Regions from separate parts of the Athene noctua genome. Here region 1 is linked to region 2. A link is a contact called in public Hi-C data. All regions are on one chromosome and are shown on one strand. Each heading gives the region's core, a stretch centred on a gene start, on an enhancer-like site or on the middle of the called end of the contact. The rest is flanking DNA. Distances are from core to core; before and after follow the strand shown. Region 1 holds the start of TTC1 (tetratricopeptide repeat domain 1). Region 2 holds the start of PTTG1 (PTTG1 regulator of sister chromatid separation, securin).

The links. Hi-C and Micro-C count contacts between places; a contact is called where the count stands out from the background.
Region 1: a Hi-C map of heart shows a contact between it and region 2, with 4 times the contacts expected there. The contact joins the promoter of TTC1 here to the promoter of PTTG1 in region 2. A contact is called at or near these places in 2 of 2 Hi-C or Micro-C datasets (heart and liver).

Annotation. Positions count from the first base shown.
Region 1 is chr12:11,699,332-11,705,787 of bAthNoc1.hap1.1, forward strand. TTC1 (tetratricopeptide repeat domain 1) reads right to left here and starts at 1,534. Exons shown (of 8, transcript XM_074916326.1): 1 at 1,497-1,534; 2 at 565-897. The coding sequence starts at 888.
Region 2 is chr12:11,503,501-11,510,244 of bAthNoc1.hap1.1, forward strand. PTTG1 (PTTG1 regulator of sister chromatid separation, securin) reads right to left here and starts at 4,971. Exons shown (of 6, transcript XM_074916156.1): 1 at 4,886-4,971; 2 at 3,977-4,079; 3 at 3,485-3,663; 4 at 1,961-2,054; 5 at 964-1,113; 6 at 439-586. The coding sequence starts at 4,058. The coding sequence ends at 507. SLU7 (SLU7 homolog, splicing factor) reads left to right here and starts at 5,169. Exons shown (of 16, transcript XM_074916219.1): 1 at 5,169-5,238; 2 at 5,750-5,917; 3 at 6,531-6,684. The coding sequence starts at 5,760.

The sequences.
Region 1 (6,456 bases), core at 284-2,783, 190 kb after region 2:
ACTTCCCCTAAGACATACTTCACTATCCCCCACATTATCCAGTTTTGTTACCCAAATATTTTGTCCAATGTAATGCACTGAAAGCAAACAAAACCACATTTAATGTGTTTTGTTTGATTAAATCTTAAGTAATCTACAAAGATACTTTCAAATTTAATCCCAACTAGTTGTATTACACAAACTAGCCTTTCAAATATGAAAACTATCTTGAAAACTGCTTTGAGTTCTGGAAAGGTACCTTGCAGCTCATCAGGTGAAAACAACAAGGGCACACAAACTAGAAGAACATGAAACAGGAATATTTTTGTTTCATATAATCCCTCTGGGTCACAGTAACCTTACACACTGGTGAAAGTAGAAAAAAAATCTGCACTGGAATGTGATGATTAAGAACACCAAAGAAAGTTAACAGAAACATCTGTTACCTAAAAGAAGAAATTAAGAACAGTAAAACTAGACACATGAAGAGTTTTAAAGGTATATTTCCATGCCAGTCACAGACCGTTCAGAAACATGAGACTGAAAATGTATCTTTTTAGATTCAACATTGGTACTTCAGATTACCTGTTTTTCCTCCTCTGGCATATCTTTTTCTAGTTCTAGTAAGTATTCTTCATCTAGTTCTGTCTGCTTCCTTGAGCTATTCTCATCATTCTGTAAATTTCCTTCATCATCCAGCACAGGTTCTTTTGCCTCAAAGGAGTCGTGACAGTCATGGAAACACTCATCTGCTGTTGTGGGATCTTTAGCTGAAGATGGTATATATCCACTTTCAATGTTTTTGGGATTCTGTGCATCTTTAGGGCCAGTCTCTGAAGACTTCTGATCAGAAAGCTTTAAGTGATCAAGCAATTCTTCAGGTGAACTTGCATCTTTACACTCTTCCATGCTGGACTCCTTGGAGGGGTTAGGTTTTTAGAAATAGAAAGAAATAACCCTCAATCAGCATAATTTAAATGTCTTGTCTGCAGACTAATCTCTAAAATACTTAAAAGTACTCCTGACATTACCTGAGGGGAACTATCATCCCTCCGAGGAGGGAGCAACTTATACATGCTTCTTCTATGCACTACACAGCGACATGGGACCAGCACACCGCTCCCATAATAAGTTAATTCACGAGCTCAGCTCCCCAGGACCGGCACGGCACAGCGCTACGCTACGGCTTTTCCTCTGCAGTGGGACTCTAAGTCACACACACTTGCCTTCCCACAGGCCTCAGCACCCCCTCGCCCATACCGGCCCCCGGCGGGCTGCGTACAGCGAGCCTCCGCCGCCGCCCCAGGCCTCGCCTGCACCGCGCTCCCCTCCAGCCCCATCACTGCCACCCACCCCCACGCCCCCCCGAGCCAGGCCACAGGCAGCTGGTCCCAGCTCCGTCATCTCAGCCCCATCCCACCCCCTGAGGCGAGGCGCCGGAGTGCGGCCAGCGCCCCCATGACGCCCCCATGACACCCCCGCCTCCCCCCGGGCCGGGCCGGGCCCCGGGCAGAGACCTGCGCGTTCCCTTCCGGCCGCCGCTCGCCTCCCGCCCCGCCCCTCACCCCGCAGGCCGCTTCCGGCCGGCGCCAGCCAATAGGAAGGGCCGCGCGGAGGCTGCCGGGATTTGCAGTCTTGCGGCGGCGCGTGGGGCGGGGCCGGGGCCGGGGCCGGGGCCGGGGCCGGGGCCGGGGCCGGGGCCGGGGCCGGGGCCGGGGCGCTTAGCGGCTGTCTCAGCAGGGGCGGGCGCTGCGCCGAGCCGAGCCGAGCCGCGCCGAGCCGGGCCGGGCCGGGCCGGGCCGGGCCGCGGTGTGTTCCCCTCGGCCTCTTTCTTCCCAGGGTCTCACTCGCGTGTACGTGGGGCACTGAGATTGATTTTTTTGACCATGGGCTGCTTGCACAGCCCTTTTGCACACCGGGAAGGGGGTCTCTTGTGGTTGGTTGGGCTCCCTGCAAGGTTAGAATTTCCACCTTGAACCTGCGCCTGTGAGCAGGCCCCTGTTAGGCTGGGTGCAGGGCAGCTCTCAGGACATGAGCCTGGGGGCTGTTGGCCCAGAGGATCCCCAAGGGATCAGGCGCAGTTAAAGCTGTGGGAAGTCCTTGGGGTGGTAAAGCTCTGCTCCAGTTCTCCACATCCACGGTGAGGGCCTCCTCTGGCTCACCAGGAGGTGGTTGAGGGATGGGATGTGTGTGGGAGATGAAGAGACACAGGGCATGGCTATGGATGATATGGGTGGGCGGTGGGAGAGGCATGGTCTTGGGCAAGTAACCTGGCTTGGAAGGATAAATCAGGGTGCAAACATGATCAGCTGAAAAAAAAAGTTTTGGTAGACAGACAAAAAGAGGGATTATATCTACAGCAGCAGATCAGTGTTACTGATCCAGGTTCTGTTGCCTGCACTACTTTAGCCTAGAGGTGAGTTTATCTAGTGAGTGACTAGCAGCATGTGATAGCTGTATCCCTTCTAAGGCACCATGAACTGGTGGTTTCCAGTGCAGACTCCAGTTTTGGGTTTTTTGTGCCAGTGACATGTGAAGACTTAAATTCTATCTAATCAAGCACTGGCATAAAACTCCCTTTCATCCTGTTTTGCATGCATTCATTGAGTACCCTGAAAATGGTTATCCCAAAATTTTGAAACAAAACTGAATTTTCACAGATTTTGAAGTCAAAGGCATGTGAAACAATGTCTTTTTATTGAAAATCACTATGTCAAGCCATGACGTGGCTAAGGCATATTCTTATGAGGTTTTCCATGCTTTAAGGAGCTTTTCAGAAAGCAAGTTCCGATGAAAGATAAAGTTTAAAATGTTCCTCTAAATTAAAGCTCTTAAATGCTCTAATTTAAGAAGAAATCCTGATATTAAAACCCAACAGCAACAGAAAAGCCCCTGCAATATATATGCTGTTCCAGATTTGGATTAGGTAGAATCTGTTCTGATCAGTGGGTCATGGTTGCGGATTATCCTCAGAGAACACAGGTTCTTACAAATGAGGTAATCGATCTTTTATTGAGAGGATGATTCTCATTCTTCTGTCTCCTCATACTGTGGGGAAGTATGCTGACTACTAGAGCCATATCAGCGCTTTTGGAGTTACCAACCACCATTGCTAAAATACCAAGAAAGTACTAAATGTGGCTGAACTCCGTTAGTTGTCTGAAGTGTATCTATCCCATATGAGAGTGCTGAGGAGGAGGTGCATCTTTAGAAATATTTTGAGAGGTGTCCTGACTTCTGACCTTTTAACTGACATCACCAGACTTTGGTTGAAGCCTGAAGGGCCTGTGGGATGTTTGACATTTCAAAGTTGAGGTAGAAATTGAAGATTTGGATGCCAGATTCATTTTTGGTCTTAATTTGTTTGATTGCTCTGCTAAATGAACATGTCTGATGACTGAGTCTGTTGGTGCCAGTGATGGATGTGGGTATTAACAGAAGATTGGAACACTTTTCAGTAAGTTGGCAAGAGTGTGGCTAGTTACAATGAAAGCAAACAGGAGCTCTATGGCTGATTTTTCTCCCTCTCTCTCTTGATAAAAAAAGTAGATTCAGCATTCTGCAATAGCCCAGCTGCAATGATTTAGCCCACAAAAATTTGCCTTTCTGCTGTTCTGCTAGCACTATGTAATTTGTTCTGACACAGAAAATATTTCTGAACCTTCACACTGTCCTGTTAAATATCATGTAATTTGAAAAGAGAGAAGGAAATTACAGCTGTGGTACAAAATCAATCCATGCAGTTTTGAATTTGCGGAAATGCTATTTAAATCTCCTCTGGTTGTGCAAAGAGCACAAGGGGTTGCATAAGTCATGGTGTTTCATCCCCAGAAGGAATTGAACTGATAAGAATACTGGACATCAGGGGTCAGCAACCCATCCAAGGTGGTGTGCTAGCCTTTATTTTAACTTTTCCAAAAAAGAGTTTATTTGCTAGTAAAAACTCTACAGGAATTGGATCTCCTTGGAAGTTTTGAGCTGCTGCTGCTCAGTGGCAAGATACTACCTTGCCTCCGTGTGAGGCAGGGCCTTCTGTCTTCCACAGAGCTCTGAACTTAGTAGGAGCCTGGACTAGGAACGTTTGCTTTTCAGGTATGCTGTGACTCCCAATTCCAGTCCCTGGCCAGGCCTGTTGCAGACCATCCAAAAGTCTATCTGCTGCCTTTGGCTTCTATCCCATGGGGTGACTATTCCAAAATGACTGACAATTTTTCCTTATCATCACATTTTTAAATAGATTTCCTCAACTTTGATGAAACATACTGTCTTACTGACTTCATAGGAAGAAATGTGAGAAAAACTAGCAAATTTTACCATATAAATTTTCTGCCTGCACCTCCTCTGATCTGGAGATGCTTTGGGTCTCCCTGAACTTTATAACTGGGGGGTATTCAGCATTTTTGTTTTTTCCAACACAACAAGGGGGAAAAGGTTCAACACCCCAGAACCCCAGTTCCCTGCTCTCATTAGGGATGATTTTCCTTTATGAATCTTTACCCGAGATGTAACAAGAAGGGCAAGCTTTCCCATGGTCTTACTTTATTAAAGACAGGGTTGTCCCCAGGAGTCCTTATCAGCAGAGTGACCTTTGAGCCTCATGGCCACTGTTTAGGGTTGTTGGTTGCCCCAGGGCTGAGCCCTGAACAAGCTGCAGCTCAGTGGAAGTCTCTGAATCTCTCCCCTGTGGAAATGCTCCTCAGTGCCACTGTGAAGTGAAATCCCAAAGGCCTCACTGGTATTCAGGGAATTGACACCTGCCAGGAGAACTGGGGGCTCTCCGCCCTCCGTTGGGGGATTCATCCTCCACCTAGCAAATGAAGAGGCAGAGGCTTTCTGTCCCCTCATCAGGTATCAATGTTAGTCAGTGCCTATGACTTTCTGTCTTTAAGGTTCCCATGTCTGTATGTCTCACTTTCTCTTCTTTACACTTTAACTTTCCTCACAGGAGTGTTGTGTTCAGAGGTTACTTTATGTTTGAAAAACACAAGAACAAGTTGTCTTACAATATTTTCAAACATATGCATTTTAGTAAGAAACACTTACCCTGGAGGTTATAGGGCAGTTGCCAGTTGTACCACTAAATCTTACTTGTTTAAACACAGAACATGTTACTGCTTTAATCAGTCTAGGATTAGAACTTCTGATTCATTGCTGTAAGTGGAAGTGTATGAACAGCTGAAGATTGTATATATACAAAGAATGAAGACTTGGTATCATTTGTTTAATCTTCTTGGTGCTAAGGGATTTTTCAGAGCATTGGTGTTTGCTTAAGTGAACACCTGTTGAAAAAATCAAGAACATATAATCCTGAATAAGTAGATATGTTTGGATAAGAGTTCAGTGATGGAAGCCTTAGCTTGTATTGTTGAGATTTACTCTGTGTTTTGAATGGGTTTACCTCTCTGGGTGAGATGCAGCAGAATCCAGGGTCACAGAGCACCTCAAGTGGAACGCTTTCATACTATAACACAGGCATAAATTGAAGAGGTAAAGTCAGAGAAGGAGTCTGTATCTCAATACTTTCCTCCAGCAAAAACTTCCTTACCCTTCCAAATTTTTTTTCCCGCTTCTTCCCAAACCCACAGCGTGATGATAGCAGTGTTATCTGGCACGATCAACAGACTCAAGTATACAATGTAGTGTGCCAAAAGAAAAGCGGCAGAAAGCGAAGAATATTGTGTGACTCTAGCTTTCTCAGTAATGCTGAAAGAAATACAGAGGACCAATGTGAAAGAAGATTTATATTTTGTTTTCAACACAAAAGTTTTTTACTACATTGTATACAAATACTTTTTTCTTACTGCTTTCAAGATAAACTTAGGTTTTGCCTACCTCTTGTAACTATTAATACTATTATAGAAGACAAGAGGGCAACTGGGAGGAGTGGAGCATTTTATTCATATTGTTAATATCACATTTTAAAAATGCTTAATAGTTCCTATTTTACAGCAATGCCTGATTGGCAGTTGGTGAAATGACTCTGCTCTTTTAATAGTTATGGAAATTCATAGCCTAATATCTTTGAGTTCACTAAAACATCTTCTAGCAAGACTGAAGACAGTGAGAATTTCTCGTATTTCCAAGAATAAAATGTTCATAAAATGTAACAATAGACACACAGTAGTTTAAATATTACAGGCCAGCTGATTTTATGCTGAACAAACTCCTGGGAACAATACCTGGCAACTAAATCTCACACTGGGAGTTTGTAGCTCTAGTATTTATGGCCACATTTTCAAGACGGCTCTGCACACAATTAGGCATCTAATCTGCGAGCATAACTACAGTGATTTCAGGGACACATTGGTTGACACTTTACTGTTGAATTTCATTGTTTGCTCATTTGCTTGATTTATGTAAAAAAGCAAGAAAGCTGAGCATAACAAAAAAGATGTACCTGCATTTTGAAAAAATAATTTTGAAAACATTCTAGGTCTTGTGATAAGTAAAAGCAGCTCTTTGCTAAAGCTTGCACTC
Region 2 (6,744 bases), core at 3,721-6,220:
AAGTTGCACCAGGGAAGGTTTAGACTAGATATTAGGAAGCATTTCTTTCCAGAAGGGGTTGCTGGGTGTTGGAATGGGCTGCCCAGGGCAGTGGTGGAATCCCCATCCCTGGAGGTGTTTAAGAGTCAGGTCAACATAGCACTGAGGGATATGTTTAATGGTTGGACTGGATGATCTTCAAGGTCTTTTCCAAGCTAGACGATTCTGTAATTCTACAAGACCGTTAAGTCAGAAGTGCCTCAACCTGTCATGACCACATAGTCTAATCAGCAGGTACTAACTCCTGGATATGGTTCACCACAGTGTATTACAGTCTTGCTTAAAAGCTTATCCAGGCTCTGCTTTAATTGCTTGTCAGATAGCCTCCTTTTCAAAGAACTATTTTACTACCTACCTCTTGGGTCTTATGAAAATAAAGAAGTCCAGTATTATGCAGGTTAGACAAGCTTTTATTAAAATACAGAACTACATGAAAATTGAACTCAATAGAAACTTCAGAATATACATTAAATGTCATAATTTGGAGGTGGCATGTCAACAATCTCATCCAGGGTAGCAAGGAAGTCAGTAGTTGATTGTAGCAAGTCTGCAAGTTGGAAATAGAGCAAATCAGTTTCTCATGAAACCCAGAATGTATACTCTAACATAAGCTAGTTCCCAGTGGATTAGCATAAACCTTTTGAATGACCAAAGGAAGCAGTTTGATAAGCCAACTCCACCTAACTGATCAGCTAGCAATGCACTGCAAGAGATTGCTCAGCAACATCACTTTGAGACTACTACCAGTACTAGGTTTGACCCATTAAATTCAGCTTGACTACATACCAAAAGCTGTTTGATAATAGTGTGCTATTTTGCTAGTTAGGACAGCAGTGGCAGTTCACTACTGCAGCCAGCTAGCTTCCTTCCCAAAGCACTAATGAGTACTGTAGGTACTGAAACTCAAGCTAAGCTTCCACTTACTAGACTCCCATGAGAACTCTTCAATCTTCACAGGTGAAGGAACCATATTCACACATCTGTCATATGTCCTTTCAAACATCATGAGAGGCACACCACACAGGTTGATATTGCTTACTTTGAGATCTTCAGGAAGATCAAAACTTTCAAAATCTGTTTGAGAAAGGCACACTGTAGTTTAGTAACAATGTACAGTAGCAGTAGCCTGGGAAGCTGCAAATTCTTCTAGATTAAATGAAGTGGGAGCAGGTCCAAAACAATCTAACAATCTCCTCCCATGAGGTATTTATTTGCAACTACACCTTAGTCGTCCATCAAACCCACACACTACCACTTGTCAAAAGACTGGACTTCATAACAACTGCTAATGTGAAGCAGGAGCTTTTAGTAATGTCTTTCCAATCACTACACCAAGTCAACTTCAAGCACAGCATATATGATTCACCAACACTGAAATAGCCTTTGGTATAGTAGTTTTTACACACTCACTTCCACATGAACTGGATGGTTTAAGGACGTACTCTGAAGGACTGACATAGCACAGCCCATTGCAGATACCTTAAGAACAGTTTTAGAAGTTTCTGCTTCCAACTACTCTGTGCTACAGCTGTAGCAGCCTCTTCAGTTACAAATTACCACCTTGGCATACACTCTTAACAGAAGTCTACACTTCACTACTGCTTAAGTATTCCTTTGAATACTTGTTGTCTAGTTGATATTTAATGAATTAAGAGGCTATAGCGTGCTTACTTGGAACTAGTTTCCTGTCACCATAAAAATGGACTCAGACTAATACATATCTGGATCACAGCTGTTGCAGTTAGAAATATTTAAACAAGAATGAGATGGTATTTCAGAAGTAGCAAGCACCTTCACATTTAAGAAAGGACTCCAGAGAAACACAATGCTAGCTTGTTTGCCACAAAGGCTAAAGTCTTACAATAATGTCACTCATGAAAGCCTGACTGTTCATTTTAATAGTTACACCAATAGTTCTTACCTCGAGGATCATAAGGAAACATATTTTCTATTTCTGGCCAGTCTTCTTCAGCCACTGCATCGCAGCTTTCTAATCCAGAATTCTTCTCAGTTATCTTAAAGAGAAGTCACACTATTTGAGCTACTGTAGTTTCCCAGTGTAGTACCTTTGTAGTGGCTTTTCTGTGCTATACAGGTCTACAGATAAGAATGCCAGCCATGTAGTCCTCAGTGATGCCTAAATTCTAATACTTTCAACACCCTCCCTGCAGTGTTGTGTCCAGCTCTGGGGCCCCTCACATAAGGATACGGACCTGCTCAAGTGGATCCAGAGGAGGCCACAGAGATGATCAGGGGCTGGAGTACCTCCCCTGTGAGGACAGGCTGAGAGAATTGGGGTTGTTCAGCCTGGAGAAAAGAAGGCTCTGGGGAGACCTTAGAGCACCTTCCAGTACTTAAAGGGGGCTACAGGAAAGCTGAGGAGAGACTCTTGATCAGGGGGAGGGGGTAGAGATAAGATGAGAGGTAACAGTTTCAAACTGAAAGAGGGTAGATTAAGTATAAAGAAGAAATTCTTCCCTGTGAGGGTGGTGAGACACTGGCACAGGCTGCCCAGAGAAGCTGTGGCTGCCCCCTCCCTGGCAGGGTTCAAGGCCAGGCTGGACAGGGCTGTGAGCAACCTGGGCTAGTGTCTAGTGGAAGGTGTCCTTGCCTGTGGCAGGGGGGTGGAACCAGATAATCTTTAAGGTGCCTTCCAATCCAAACCACTCTATGATTCTATGAAATAAGCTGGAGATGGGCAAATGCTTCAACTGAGTTTAATATAGTGCAGTACTATATACTGTGGTAACAAATCACTGCACTAGAACATTTAGGCTCATAATATTAAACGCCTTATACTTAACATGTGAACAAGGCTAACTCAGACTATTTTCTCTAGAGCTACTTCTTTGCCATTAGGTATCCCCTAAGTTGTTGTACTACTTGTGCCTACATAAGTGTACTGCTTTTGTCTCGGATAGTTATTTTTCTTCCTAGTAGCTCATATGATACCATATTCTGGATTCATGATGAAACCAGTGTTGATGACACACAGCTGTTCCAGCTATTGCTGAACACTGTTTACAAAGCATCAAGGCCTTTTCTGCTTCTTATGACCTCACCAGTGAGCAGGTTGGGGGTATACAAGAAGTTAGAGGGGGCACAGCCAGGGCAGCTGACCAAACATATTCCATACCATATGATGTCATGCTAAGCAATGAAAACTGCTGGAGAAGTTTGCCAGGGCTGCCATTGCTCAGGGCAAGGCATCAGTCAGCTGGTGGTGATAAACTGGTTTTATTTTTCTTTGACAATTTAATAATTAAAAGTCTCAATCTCAACCCATAAGTTCTAACTTTTACCCTTCCAATTCTCTCCCCCATCCCACTGAGGTGGGAGTGACCAAGCAGCTGCGTGGTGCTTAGCTGCCTACCAGGGTTAAGCCACAACAGTAGGTAAATGATGTATTCCACACACCCCCTCTGTAGAACTGTGTTGTACTCACTTTGCTTGCAGTGCAAGGCTGATTTTTCTGTCTTATCTTTTCCATCTTGCTCGTGACACCTTGAGTTCTATTCACATTTCCAAGAGCCTTTCTGACAGAGTGAGATATGGCTGGAGATGTACTGATTGCTTTTTTAGGAAGTGGAGTACTAACTTGTGTTCTTTCAGATAAAACTTTTGCTGAAGAGTGAGAGGAAGAAAAAAACCCCAAAGTTTAGCAGCATATTAACCCTAAAACTTGCTTCAGTAAGCACATGTACTGGAAAACTGGGTGTCATAAAAACCATCCTTCACCACTTACAACTCACAAGTCAACATCTGTGATAAAAGCACAGCGTTATTGTCATTCTTACAGTAATTGATCTGCTTAGAGAATTAGTTAGACGAGTAGATACAAGAATAGAAAACTATTACTGTTCAGAACTGTGAATAACAAAACATGATTTATGCACTTCGTTTGATCCCCTACTGGCTATGGGCAGCATATACGCACAAGGTCCTGAAGGCAGTCTGAGCTGATTCTTAGGAGCACCAACTTCACCGTTCTCCTTATCAATAAAGATAAGTGTTGCCATCTTCAAGTTGATGAGACTGCTCTGAAGAGTCCATACAGAAAAAAAAAAGAAAGTCATTCTTGTAATTTCTTCCACCACAGCACACTTTTTAAACAAGCCACATTCAAAACAATGCAGCTGCCATGCACTGGTTCCTAGAGAAGAGGGAACAAACCCACACTTACATCAGTTCATAGTAGTTTAGCCACAGACCTTTACGCTTGAAGGCATTATTAGTGCACATAGAAGCCTCATAACCCCAAGAGAGCTTGCACACATTTGGGAAAGTAGCAAGGTCTCACTAGCAACCCCACACAGAAAAAACTAATACCTTTGGTTTGCTTTGTCACTTCCTTGTAGCATTTAACTGTTTCCTCTGTACGGGAAAAGATTACATCTCCTAGCTTAGCAATCCACTCCTTAGCCCAACTTGCAGGACTTGGAACAGCCAAGAACAATGCCAGTTATTTTACGAACAGAGGCATGATTTCACCAGGAAAATAAACAGAGGACATACTATGTAAACAGCCCACTCCACTACTGGCTTTCAGCCCCATCGGAGCACTCCCCTGCACAACAGCCAGGCAGCTTCCCCCCTGGAACTGTCCCCACTATTAAGTATGTGGGCAAGCGAGGCGTCGCTCCGGAGAAACCTGCAGAAGCAGCTGCTTTTAACTGGCGCAGCTTGAACTCAAAAAATTAAACACGAATCAAGACTCACAGCCACAGTCCTCAGTTTAAGCCACTTCTGCTCACAGCTCCGGGCGCACTCTGCTCCCGCACTCAGGAGAAAGCCCGCCTTCAGCCAGGGAACGCCGCCCGCCCCACTCACCCAGCCGAGGGCTCACCTCCAGGACCCCGGGCGCTCCGGAAAGCGGCGGCAGCGGCACCCGCACAGCCGGTGTCAGCCGCGCCCCGAGCCGCACCAAGAGCGAACGAAGCCTCAGTGGCCCCAGCCGCCGGCAGCTTTTGAACCGCCTCCGCGTCGCTGCCCATTGGCTGCTTCAACTGAAGCGCAGCAGCCGATTGGCTCAGCAGCGCCGCTTCCACCTCCCCTGCTCCCCGCGGCCCCGCCCTCCGCCCCCGCGCCGCGTTGCCGTGATGACGGCATGGCACCGCCCCCGGTAGTGACCGCGCCACGGCGGGGCGTGGCCTGAGGTGGGTCCGCGGTGCATTGTGGGGCGGCGGCGCAGCTGAGCTGGTAAGCAGGGCGGTGGGGCGGGGGGTGCCCGGGGCGGCGGCGGGGGGCGCCTGCCCGAGCGGGGGGCGGCGGCCGCTCTGGGCTCTGGGAAAGCACCCACGTCCTCGCGGGCCGGGTCTGGGCCCTGGCGGGGCGCTGCTTCCTCGCAGTCGCTCTCCTGCCTCGCCTTCGGGGTACGCGTAGGCCCAGCTTTGTGCGGGACCTTCCGGTGGTCCCGGCGGGGCCGCGGGTGAGTCTGTGTTCCCCCAGCGCGAGCGGGGAGGGCCTGATAGTGCGGGTCGTGACGCTGCGCGCAGAGCTGCTGCTCTTCTGCCCCATCATGTATCGTATTGGTTAGAGAAGAGGAACATTGAAAAGATTATTTCAGCACTGGTGGATATTTCTGTGGAAAGACATTTGTGAAGAATGCGTCGCATGGTGTTGCTGGTTTCACTGAACGATACAAAACCACGTTGAAGAATGTGAGCTATGCAGATCTGTAAGAGTTTTTCTGTTTTCTTCTTTGTTACAGGAAAAACAAAATGTCATCAGTAACGAACGCCACTCCTTCAGGAGGATCGAATGATGTCAGCCTGGAGGAACCAAAGAAGATGACAAGGGAAGACTGGAGGAAAAAGAAGGAATTAGAAGAACAAAGAAAACTAGGAAATGCACCCGCTGAGGTGGATGAAGAAGGAAAGTAAGTTTTATTAAAGCTATTCTTTGTCTAAAACTACTGGTTAGAAACGTCTTTGGTTGTGATTACAGAATACTCATGAGGGTGATACATGATTTCTAGATGAGTTCTTGTAGAAGTAAATATTTGAACTTTGTGAATTTGCTTTAAATGTGCTAGTCATCCTCAGAAAACGGGTATTTTCCAATAAAAATGTAGGCTCAGTGTTTAGCTACTGTGATCTGTTGATAATGCTGTTAAAAAGTCCCGTCTGTGCATTTTAAAAGTGACCAAAATGTAGTACTGGGGAAGTTTACTGCATACCTTATCTGTTCCCTCTCTATTGCTTTTGCAAGGCTTGTTGCCTCTGAGAAGAGAAATGTTACTATTTTTGTGCTTAGTAACATTGCATAGAATAAGATACTTGATTTGGAGTCAGAAGTTTAGGTGAATTAGATGGCAACAAAATCTCAATGAAAGTTTGTGTTTATCTAGTTAAATTCAAGTTATTTTGTAATGCATCCCAACAACTTATTTTGTTATCACTGGAAAAGCACTGGACTTTGAGAGTTATTTGTTAGGCTAAGTTGATGTTTTTTCCCTATGCCGTGTATTTATTACTCAACATTTCTTACAGAGATATCAATCCTCATATTCCTCAGTATATATCCTCAGTACCATGGTACATAGATCCTTCGAAAAGACCTACACTAAAGCATCAGAGACCTCAGCCAGAGAAGCAGAAACAGTATAGCACCTCTGGAGATTGGTACAAACGAGGAGTTCAAGAGGTATGCAAAATGTTTTTGTTATAAAATAAGGATTTGGGTTGATTTTGTGAGCAGATAGTT